2 separate regions of the Mus musculus genome follow, and region 1 is linked to region 2. A link is a contact called in public HiChIP or PLAC-seq data. All regions are on one chromosome and are shown on one strand. Each heading gives the region's core, a stretch centred on a gene start, on an enhancer-like site or on the middle of the called end of the contact. The rest is flanking DNA. Distances are from core to core; before and after follow the strand shown.

The links. HiChIP or PLAC-seq counts read pairs in DNA pulled down with a chosen protein or histone mark.
Region 1: an H3K27ac HiChIP or PLAC-seq map of embryonic stem cells shows a contact between it and region 2, with 3 times the contacts expected there. The contact joins the promoter of Ormdl3 here to the enhancer-like site in region 2. A contact is called at or near these places in 3 of 39 promoter capture datasets (embryonic stem cells, liver and pre-B cells), 2 of 484 Hi-C or Micro-C datasets (liver and nephron progenitors), 10 of 115 datasets of contacts at active chromatin or transcription factors (the 230-238 cell line, the NIH/3T3 cell line, T-cell acute lymphoblastic leukemia and 4 more) and 1 of 9 other capture datasets (liver).

What each region holds. Positions count from the first base shown.
Region 1 is chr11:98,585,840-98,591,583 of GRCm38.p6, forward strand. It overlaps Ormdl3 (ORM1-like 3 (S. cerevisiae)), which reads right to left and starts at 1,406. Exons shown (of 4, transcript NM_025661.4): 1 at 1,289-1,406.
Region 2 is chr11:98,294,837-98,300,555 of GRCm38.p6, forward strand. It overlaps Gm31317 (a long non-coding RNA gene), which reads right to left. Exons shown (of 3, transcript XR_389006.2): 3 at 4,032-4,280. It overlaps Gm31194 (a long non-coding RNA gene), which reads left to right. Exons shown (of 2, transcript XR_389003.3): 1 at 1-656; 2 at 1,588-1,779. Among named protein-coding and RNA genes, the nearest start is that of Gm31194, 3.1 kb to the left of the region's middle. Within about 2 kb of position 4,210, at least 18 of the 459 cell types and tissues checked have an H3K27ac peak or open chromatin away from gene starts, as enhancers often do. A contact at or near this core is called in embryonic stem cells and liver, where this site is marked.

The DNA of each region.
Region 1 (5,744 bases), core at 156-2,655, 290 kb after region 2:
GTTTCCCAAGTCTCGGCAGAAACTGCTGTCCTTCTCCATTACACAGCCCTACAGTGGCACAGCTATAGACACAACTCCCTCACACTGCGGTTCAGTAGTGCCAAACCTCTGGCTGGATCCCAGGACTGCAAGACCCTCCACTCCTTTCTGGCTCTAACAGGGCATCTAAGAGAGCCTAGGTGACCCCACGGGAACTGTCTTCCTAAAGCCTAAGTGCTAGTTGTCTTTTAAAGCAGGTTAGGAACTTCAGGAGACTGCTGCACCCTCTTTCACCATCCTCCCAAAAGTACTCCTGAGACTTTCCTGTGGCTTTGTGTATTTCCATTAGGACACAACTGACCTTTCTCCCAGAAGTGAAGAAATAGGAGACTGGCAGGGGCAGAAAGGTCTGGGGTGACCAGACTGAAAACTGCTACCACAACTGGCAGGTAGCTGGTGTGATTTCATAATCTGCCTCAAATCAGAGCCTGAAGCAACTCCGTCCTGTTAACCACTTTTTTTTTTTTTAAACTTTTGGCTATGGTATAGCTCTTTGCCTCTTTTCCATGCAGGCCCAAGCCAGTCTGTCAGACACTCATGCCAAGACCAGATTACCACCCCCATCTCCTCCCTCCCGCCTTCCCCCCCTCCCCGCGGCGTTAACCATCCGGTAAGCACTTCCCAAATCCCTCCCCAGTTTAAGACTTGCCCTTTATACAGCAAACCTGTTCCCAAGGGATCCCAAGAGGGAGTTCATGCAACACACAATGTCGCTTCCACTCGGCCCACCCTCAATCTGCAGAACCACGGTTGTCCTCGCCAGCCCGACTCCTGGACTCAGGAAAGTGGGTGTGGAAAAAAAAGCAAGCCTCCACGAGTCAGGAGCGAGGGAACGGTGTCCTCGATATCTTGGGAGTATGTGTATGAGAACTCCTTCCACGGGGCCTCCCGCTTCTGCTCTGCAGCCTGGTACCTCGCACTAGCAGTCTGGCCGGGTTCGGGGCCCAACCCCCATCTCCACGCATTCACTCAACCCTGGAGGCAGCCAAACCTTTATCCCTTAAGTCCAGCCGTTCCCCGCCTCCCACCCCCAGCTGCAGCGCTCCTCCCGGATTATCACCCCCGGCCCCCTGCTCCCACTTTCCTCTTTTGGCACTCCTTCGCCTGATGCACGCACTCTCCACCCCCAGCCACCCAGCTCAGGTCTCCTCCTGCGCGGACGCCTCCCCAGCAGCAGCCTTCTCTCCCGGCTCTCCAACCCGTGGAGCCTTCGGGCTTCACCACTCCGATGCCACCCGTCTGGACTCACCGCGCGGGGTTGGAGGTCGAGGGCCCGGGAGAGAGCCCGAGAACCCGGGCCGCGGCCGCTCCAGCAGCTGTAACAAACCAGCGGCGGTGGCTACCCCGCTGGCAGCTCTGGCCGAATCAGCTCCCCGAGCCGGGGCGGTGACGTCACTACCACGCGCCTATCACGTTGTGCCTCTTGGGAAGTGTAGTTTCTAGGCTGCCTCCTCACCGGCCCGCCCGGCGCCTCCTGGGAGTTGTAGGCTTTTCCCTGGTCTAGCTTTTGATCCCACCGCGAGCTTTGGCACCCCGCAGAACGTCCCACCCTGACGCAATAGTGAGATCAGATGCTGTCTCTTTGGTGCGTTAACAATTGTAGCTTTTGCATCTGCGCCCTTCACGTGTTGCACAAGCGGTTTGTCCATGTCCCATCTTGTAGTCGAAGACTTAAGAGTTTTAAGTAACCTGCATTAAGGCCCTGCTAAGATAGCCTGACCCTAAATGCAGAGGTTGTTTTGGTTTGGTTTTTTCCTAACCGTCGCTGCCTGGGCCCCGGATTATCTCCAGAAGCCGAGAAACACTACCCTTTGCCCCGAAGGAGCCCCATTCACTCCCGGGATTACATTTTTCAGGACTTTAGTTGGGTACATGTGTTCAGGGTAGAGACAGGAGCCTGTGGGCATCTTTGGCCCACCTAGTCTTTATGCTTAATCCTTGCTGGTGTAGGTCTGGCCACTCCTGGATCTCCTCCCTACATCAGGTATAAAATAGGATTTATGTCATAGGACGAGACCTTACTAACGTGAGGAGCTTTGAGCTTCTGTCTGAGGTTAATACGTGTAGCTTTAGGTAGGGAGCCTCATTTCTGCAACTTTCATGTCTGGAAGCTCTGAAAAGAAGGGCACAGACTTTATTGCTAGGTACATATAGTGTATGTACATCTTTATTGGCAGAGTAAGCCTGGACAAATGACTTGTCTTAATCTCAGTTTTACAGCTGTCAAAACTTACTCCCAAGGTTGCTTTGATATTTCAAAAGAATGTCATACAAAGCACTTCTTATCTTGTAGGAACGCAACTAGAGTGTTCTTTGGCTCTCCTAGGTCACTCCCACTTTCCACGTCAACAATAGAGGGCCTCCTTTTAGTTGTTTCTACTTCCCCCGCCCACCTTCTCAGTCTCGTGCCCATAAACCCTGGCAAGGCTGGAATGACAGGAATAGATGACGTAACAGATGCCAGCCTGGCTGGCTGTATATGCGCGACGGACTGAACATGCGAGGACTGGAAGGAGAAGGCCTGCCCGGACAACCTGGGGAGCTTTTTCCTTAGACCCGCCCATCATCAGGGAGCTGCCAGAGGGGGTGGGGGCGGGGAGGAATAGCTGTCTCCGGCCGGAGGCGGAGCCCTGGAAGCCAGGAGTGAGTGTATATCTATCTGACTTACCCTGAGAAGTAAAAATGGGCAGCTTCTCAAGTATTCCAGAGGCAGGGGCCCTTCAGATCCGAACATCTAACTAACCGTCCTTCAGCCTCTGTGAGACTGAAGAAGCCTCACAGAGACACCCCCACACTTCCACACTCCCACACCGCACCTCCACCCCCTATTCCCTCCTGCTCAGCCTTAGAGCCAAAACAATGGGGGGGGGGGTGTTTTTGTTTTTGAGTTTTGTTTTGTTTTTTTTCCAAAATGAACTTGCCGGATTCCTTTGATTTTTTTTTTTTTTTCCTGGAATTCTTCCATTGTCCATCAAGTTGGTTGAGCTCTGGATCTTTGCCAGTTTTCTCCCATCTCTGTGAAGTTCAGGGACCAGACAGGGTCTACATCTCAACAAGGCACTCTGACTAATGCAGACTCCATTGGCAAGGTCACTGGCTATGTCATGGCCTATTAATAGCTCCTGTTATCAAGTTGTTTTTTTTTTTTTTCTTCCACAATGGGAATGAACAAAGTTCTGGTTCTTTCTGCCTTGTGGTAAGTTATGGATCACATTCCACTCGAGTTAACTCGAGTCCCTGTCACCATCTCCTCTAATTCATTGCCTCAAGACAACCAAGTCTTCCTCTAGCTGTGACGCCTGAGCACTGTTCAGGAAGAGTGAAAGCACAAGGCACCGGGGAACACGCAATCCCTGGGACAAAAGATTGACACCGTGTGCCAAGGAACTAAATTGTCCATGCCCTGAAGGCATGACTGTATCCACATCTAAGAAAGCAAACCCATTTACAGCACACGGCTCCGTGTGAGAGGTTGTGTATCCCAGCAATGTCTCTAGCAGTGAAATCCTGAGAGCCATGTAAGTGCCCAAGAAAAAAGGGAATGCTCTATCCACACTGGGCAGAAAAATACGAAACCACTTATGGCTGTAGAAACTGTGGCATCATGGGAAAACAGCTGCCGGATGATATGAAAAGATAAGGATAGAGACTTCGAGTTTCTCAGGGATGTCGTCAGCAAAACCTAGGTCAAGGGGCACAGGTGCGTTCTAGGAAGCAGAGGTCGGGCACTCAAAAATTGGAAGTCAACCTGGGTAGCACAGTGAGTCAGTCCTAGGACAGCCTGGGCTACATAGCAAGACTATTTGAAACTCAAGAGCCAGGCATAGGGTCCATGCCTATGGTCCCAACACTCAGGTTTCAGGTTTCGGATCCTGGGAAAGGGACTGAGGTGCCTATTTTACCAAAGCAGAGCTGGCCTTCAGGTTCTCCCAGCATCCCTCTATCCCTACCTGGCATACACTGAGCTTTCTAGCCCAGAGCTTGGCTGCCCTTCCCCCAGAGAGTCCTCCCTATATAATCCAGACATTTTGCTCACTAGATCTCTCCCCCTGCCCTGCCTCTCTCCCTCCCTTCCCCCCCTCTCCCCCTCTTCCTCTTTTCTCTTCTCCTCTTCTCTTCACTCTGGGCATGAGCTCACCCTTTTCTTTTCTCTCCCTGTCCCCAACCTCCCCGCCTCCCCCCACTAGCCACCCCCCCCCCGCCCCGCCCCAGGTGACTTCCCAGGCCTGGGTCCTTGAGGCCAATAAACTTACCCGTCCAAGTGCAGCTTCCCAATAAACCTGCCTTTAATATAATCTAATCTGGCTTAAATGCCTCATTTCACCGGCGGCAGCGGAGAAATAAGTTATCACTCATGAGTAGAAACATAAGCAGGTGGATCTCTGTGAGTTTAAGTCCAGCCTGGTCTACATGGTGAGTTCCATGACAGCCAGGGCTAAGTAGAGAGACCCTATCTAGAGAAACCCTGTTTCTAAATAAATAAATTAATTAAATTAAATATACAAAGAAAGAAAGAAAGCAGAGATAGATATATTATATTCTAAACTATTTGTGAATGGATGATACAATACCTGGATTTACTACAAAATAATTTGGACTGGGGACATGGGAAAATAAACAGCTATAAACTGATAATTATTAAACCGTGTGCAGTGATAATTATTAAACTGTGTGCAGTGATAATTATTAAGCCTGGGAGATTGAGACACAAGACCCCTCGTATTACTTTCTCTACTTTGTTGGCATTTAAAATTGCTCATAATAAAAAGGATTTTGCAAACCTGAGTCTGAATCCGTGCACACACAAAGCAACACTGGAGTGGCGCTAATAAACCCTGGCATCGGGCTTAGCTCGCTGCTCCCTTGGCCACCAGCTGTCTCTGCTCCCTTGGCTGTGTGACCTTAAGTCACTGACCCGCTCTGTACTTCAGTGACCTCATTTCTAAATGGAGATGGTAATGATCACAATAACCTCATTTGCAAAGATCGATGGGGTCGATAAGTGTAAAGTACTTGGAGCAGCCCTGGCACATGGTTAAGTACCCAGTGTGGGTTGTCTGCTATTGGTCCATTCCAGGTTGGAATACTGACGTCTTTACTAGGCAACGGGAAGTCAGCGAAAGAAAAGAGAGACCTTATATTCGGGTGATGGACTACTCGGGATGATCTTTTTCATTCTCCAGTTTCAACCTCTATGTAATGTGATAGAACTTTTAAATATTTTATCAAATGTGTCTTTTTTAAATATCACAAGCTCCGCCTGTCCAGTGCAGGCTGCTCGGTTGGCGGAGCAGCCTGCACACGTTCTCCAGCCTTGGAGTGATCCCATCTGGTGCTGGGAGGCCCTGCTTATGACAAACACATCTACACCCTGGTGGATGGTAGCCAAGATGGCCACCTGCATGCAGAACGGTAGACAGGGAACACATTCTTTGAAAGGAAGCCACAGTAGATGCTGGAAAAAGGGCTACTGGGAAATGGAGACCCATATGTTCTGTCTTGTCGACAGGAGCACTGGGTTACAAATACCACCCCTTCCTCTGCCCCTCTCCACCTTACTCTCTACATCGTGCAGAAAGGCAGGGCTGGAAAGCTGTGTGGGGTTGTGTGTGTGCTTTTGTTTGGGTTGAGGGAGGCACTCCGAGCCTGGAGTGAACTTCCTGGGGACCACTCTGGGGAAGAAGCTAAAGATACAGCAGCAGCCT
Region 2 (5,719 bases), core at 2,960-5,459:
CTCCCCGACACCGTGGGGGCCCCGGCCAAGGAAGGGGGAGGGAAGCGGCATCTGCGGGGCCCATTCCCGTTCCTCCACCCAGCCGCTCCTCGGGCTGCCCGGCTACCGACCCTCGGCGCCCCGCGGCGGCCAGTCGGATGGGGCGGGGTGGCAGCATCCCCCAGAATCAGAAAGGTGTCTGGGTGGGGAGGGAGAATGGAGCTGGACTGAGAACTGAGAAGAGCAAGACCCGGCAGAATGGGAAAGGTGACATCTCTGAGAAGCGGGGTCTCCTGGGCATCCAAGTATACTTCTCAAGTGACAAGTCATGGGTACGGTCTGCCCAGAAACTGCAGGAGCTTTAAGCAGGAGGACCCGTCCTCAGAATCGGGTACCCACCCCCCACCCCCCACGATCCCCAGTCAAGGGCTGAAATCTGGAGATCAGGCCTGAAGGTGGAGTGTCTTCATTCTGCCACTTGGCCTGTGACCCGGGCAAGTAACTTGCTTTCTTGGCCGTGGTTTGTCTATACAGTAGAATTATTATCTCCCAGCATCAATGGTTACATAATTTACATGTTGGCAGCAGGGCCCTAGCCAAGTTCACCAGAAACAAGAAAGGACGCTGTGGGGCTGGCCTCCATCCCTGTGCTATTTGGGGTGGATCACTTGAGGGAGGTGAGTCTCCTCCACAGCTTTAATTCCTTCAGCTGAGATGACCTGGACCTTGTAGCCAATGCTGCTCCCCTGGTCAGAGTAGAAAGAAAGGCTGCCCCCTCACCTCTGTTCGCGTGTGTGTGTGTGTGTGTGTGTGTGTGTGTGTACGCGCGCTGGGAGGACATATTTAGTGTCAGTTTACACGGGCTCTCTCACCACTCCTGTCCCCAGCCCTAACAGTCTCCCCACTAGGGTCCCATCTAAGGACCTGGTAAATCTTCTATATGGGACCCTCGGAGTAACTCGCAACCACATCCTGGGAAAGGGGCAATTGTTGGAGCGCTTGAGGCCATTTCTTCCAGAGCTGTGACTGGTGTTGTTGAACACACTTGAAGTCACCGCTGCAGTTTTGATGCCTCTGTCTAGATCTGTCTCTTCTGTGAATCCATTCATTCCTTTTCCGATCCACATTTACTGGACCAGTAGGTGACAGTGTGAGAATGGACACCCATGGGGGTGGGGCAGGAAGAGTGCCACTCTGAGTCTCTCTTCTGGTACAGAGGGATCTGCTGTAGCAGGATCTCCCAGATTCTACAATATCAGGACGCTTTTCCTTCTGAACACACTCTTGACGTAGATTCACTCGGGGGAGGGGGCGATCATAAAATCTGAGGCTGTGGCTCTTGTTCTCTGTTTTTATTGGGATTGCCTATTTTTATAACAATCACATATTTTTATGTCCAAGGCAAAAAAAAAACACAGTAAAAACATCACCATGGGGGGGAGTGAATGATACCCTCACACATACCTGGTAATCAAGAGGTAATTCAGCATGTGTGTCTAGCTAGGCCTGCCAACCTGTACTGGAGCCTTGGCCAATGTACCCCGTATACAGCTGCCTCAGTCTCCCCAACCAGCCTGGCTGATCCTTGCTCTTCTGCTCCATTCTCAGTGCCGCCAGCCCTGAGCACTAAGAATACAAACCGTGTGAACCCCTCCATGTGGAGTCTCCAGGCAGAAGAGGAAGCCATGGCCGCCTAGTGGCTGCCAGGGAGGCTGGCAGGAAGGGGCTTCATCAGACATCTCCTGGGAAACAGTGAACTCCCCATAGAAAGGACATTTGACAGTAAAATTCCTGCCTTAGTGTGTTTGTGTCAGTGTTGGGGGCGGGGGAGGGGGGGAGGGAGCTAGGCTCCCTGTGCCCTCTGCCCTTCACTCTCCTCAGGGGAGCCTCTTGGAAGCTCTCACACTGCTTCCCCAAATCTAGTCCTCATATGCTCTGAGCTCCTGAGACTTGAATGTCATCTAGAAAAATGTTCCTGTAGATTCCTGATCCAGGTGGAGAAGAGCCCTGGGCTGAGGGTTGGAGGCCCAGGTACTCTCCTTTTTACCTCTCTGGGTGGCCCTGGCCTGTTTTAGCCCCTTGCTGAGTCTTGGCTGCCAACTTTTCAAAATGAGGGTGCCAGAGAAGATTTGCCACCAGGAGTTCCTGCACTGTGGCTCCTTCAGTGGGGGCATTCAAGCCTTCATTGGGGGCATTCTAAGCCATTCATTTCTGCCCCTGGGACAGCTATCCAGAGGTTAACAACCAGTTGCTTAAACCAGCCTGGCCCTTCATCTGCACATGCGTTCATGTGATTAATTCCTGCTTTTTGAGAGTAATGTTTACTCTGAGAGGGTCCAGAGGTTACCTGAAGTTTTGCAAAAGGGGCATCAGGCACTCCTTGCTGTTTAGTGCAAAGGCCAGCTGCCTGCTATGGTCCTTCATTGACCCAGCTTTCTGGGGAGCTGGAGTGTCCCCACACGTCCCTGGTGTCCAAAGCTAAGTTAAGGAAGAAATCCTTGAAATTCTTGCCCCCTCCCTCACCTTCTCTCTCTCTCCTCTCTCTCTCCCCTTCTCTCTCTCCCCCTTGCTGGGGTGGAATCTGGGCCATTGCAGGTCTATGGAAACACCGGAGGGATCCAATCCACCCCTCTTAGACTGGGAACAGAAACCAGGAATCCACAGACAGAATCAGAAGCGTTTAAGTAAAAGCAAGAGGCTTTGATCCAAATGGAGAGTTCCTTCCTTCCTTCCTGCTGGACTCACCTTCCTTTTCCCTGGGACACCCCCCTCCCATCCCTCCTCAGCATGGTGGCAGGTTCTGAGGGAGCTCCTCAGGCAGGAGAGAACCCTGAGGGAGCAGGGAAAGGAGCCCCTGGGCCCCAGCCTCCTTCAGGTACCACTTAGCCCTCCTGGCCTGTTTGACCTTGGGGCTCCTGACCTTGATCTGCCCTTGGCAGTGGCAGAGAAAGATGGAGGAGCTAAGTGAAGGAGCTGAGAGTGCGGATCAGACAGCCTGGAATAAGGAAGAGCAGGAAGCAGAAGAAGCAGGGGGCGGGGCCAGTGATCTGGCCCTCTGTCACCTTTCCTGAATACCTACTATGCACCAGGTGATGGGCTCTACCCCAGTTTAAACTGGATTGTGCCATCCAGGCCCGCCCCAGCCCTGGGCCGAGGTGTTACAGTCTCCACTCTGCCCTGACAGAGAAGGAAACCGAGACTCTGAGCCTTATGTAATCTGCCCAAGGTCACACAGCTTGTCAGAAGTACAGCCAGGAGCCTAGCCCAGGCCTGGCGGCCTCCAGTGGCTTCTCCTTGCTGCCAGAAAGTCCTCCTCCTGGAAAAGAAGGTCTGGGGTTGGGGTTTTCAGTTCGAGCTCCTGGGGATCCTCGGGCAAATCCATTGTCATCTGCCCTCTCCTCCTCACCCATCTGCCAGGCCAGTCGCGGGTGAGCCCCCTGCCACGGCCCCTGCCCCAGCCCCAGGTGCAAGCTTATCTTTGCCTGGCTCCCCACCTCTCCCCCGTGCACCCAAGGTGGTTCTGAGGTCACCACCCACCCACCCCCGCGCGTGCCTTTAGCGCCTTTAATTCTGCATCGCCATGTCGACTCAAAGTGCATGGGAAAAGCCGGGCCAGAGTGGAGGTCACTTGAAGGTTGAAAGTGGTGGCTCTTTGGGGGCAAAAGATTGGGGTGCTGATTACCTCCCCTGATTTAAAAGAACCCTCCCCAGCCTCCACCCCTCACCCGAGAGACAGCCAGAGCTTTGCTAAGTTAATGAAATACAAAAGAAGGAATCAGAGGTGGGGGAGGCTCCCGAGCCCTGGAAAGCGAGGGAGAGAAAAAGTTGGGTCTCTTCCAAAGAGTTAATGTTCCACAGTATGATCGATTAGGTGTCAGATGTAATTTCAAACCAATACAAGATGAATGGCATAATTTTCCCTCTCTCATTTTAGACAGAATTAAGAATCCATTAGCTAACACAAATTTTTGGCAAGTTTAATAGGAGCTCAAATCTACATTCGGAGGAAACGCTCCCCAAAGCCTGTTTCAAGCTTTTACTTCTTCGGCCCCCTGCCTCCAATGCCCTCAACTCTCAGCAGCCGGCTGCTGTGTCCCCCACCGGCAGCCCCCACTCCTTTCCTGGCCCCCAAATGCCCCTCCCTAACCCAGCCCAAGATTAACTGGCCTGACCCCTCTCACAAAGGCCGGGCCAGCCCACCATTGTCTTGCAGTGGATGGTTGGAGGAAGGGTTGGAGGGGCTGGCAGAGGGCCCAGGGAAAGGAAGGTTTTCTGAATTGGCCCCAGGCTCCAGAAGCACCCTGGGGAGAGAGGTAAATTGGGACCCTGGTCAGTTCCTCAGTTGTAACCCCAGGAAAGTTTTTATCCTAAATAGAACATTATCCCACTCACTCCCCCAGTCTTGCTGTTCCCAACAGTCAATATGTTACTCCATGGAGTGACTATCGACCCATTTCTCACATGAAGAAACTGAGCCCAGAGAGTTGATTGTAGTCAGCTGCGCACAGGATGGACCCTGGCTCTGCTACTCATTGCTTACTAGAACCTAAAGACGCTTGCCCTGGGGCCTCAGTTTCCCTCTGTGGAAAATGGGGAGGGCATCGGAATGGAATGGGATGGCTCCCAGCAGGGCTCAAGGTGCTGCCTAGTGCTTTGAGGCTCTCTTGGCAAAGAGCATCCCTGGCTGTCCAGGCTAGAGCCAAGAGAGTCAGCTCAGTGCTGGCCCAGGGAAGCTCACAGCCTAGTAGGCAGAGTAATTATGGCCCTTACCTTTTACTAGTGGTTTCCTGTGTCAAATCTGGAAACAGATTTTTTTTCAAGACAGGGTTTCTCTGGGTAACCTTGGCTGTCCTCGAACTCACTCTATAGACCAGGCTGGCCTTAAACTCACAGAGATCCATTTGCCTCTCCCTTCCAAGTGTTAGGATTAAAAGGCATGTGCTGCCGTGCCCAGTGGGAACAAACTCTTTACACATATTATTCCTCAACATACCCATTCTCCAGATTCAGAAACTGAGACCCAGATGAAGGTCACCCAATTAGGAAGTGGCAGAGCTGGATTCCACTTCAGAATGCCTGGCTCTAAGGCCTGTTGCTGTTGCTAGCAGTTGGCAGAGGGCAAGGAGGCTTGGATTAGGTCTTTCCCCTACCTTAATTTTGTTTGTTTGAAATAGGGTTTCATGTAGCTTAGGCTGACCTCAAACTTGCTATGCATCTGATGACTTTGAGGCCCTGGCCATCTGGCCTTAGCCTTCCAGGTGCTGGGATCGCCAGCATGGGCAACACACCCTTCAAGTAACCTTGAGACAGGATGTCACTCCATAACCTAGGCTAGCCTCAAACTTACAGCAATCCCCCTGCCTCATTTTCCAAGTACCACAACCCCCTCTTGAATTAGGTCTGAACTGATGAGTGAGAGCTTCCAGGTGGGTAAGGTGCAAAAGGACATTCTAGGCAGTAAGAATTCCACATACAAAGGCACACACAGAAACCCTGGCTAGAGGGCCTGTAAGGACCAGACTTGCTGTAGACAGCAGAAAACTTTGGGCAGATGAGCTGGCCCGTACTCATTATGCCCACAGCTTTGCTGTAACAGTGGGTAGATCTTCCTACTGTTTGACTCCCACAGACAGCTCCGCTCCACAGGCCCTGCTTAGGAATTTTGACTTTGTCCTGGGGTCTAAGAATCATCCCTGTCCCCCAAGTGCCAACAGCTCAGCTTAACTGCCTTGCTGTACAC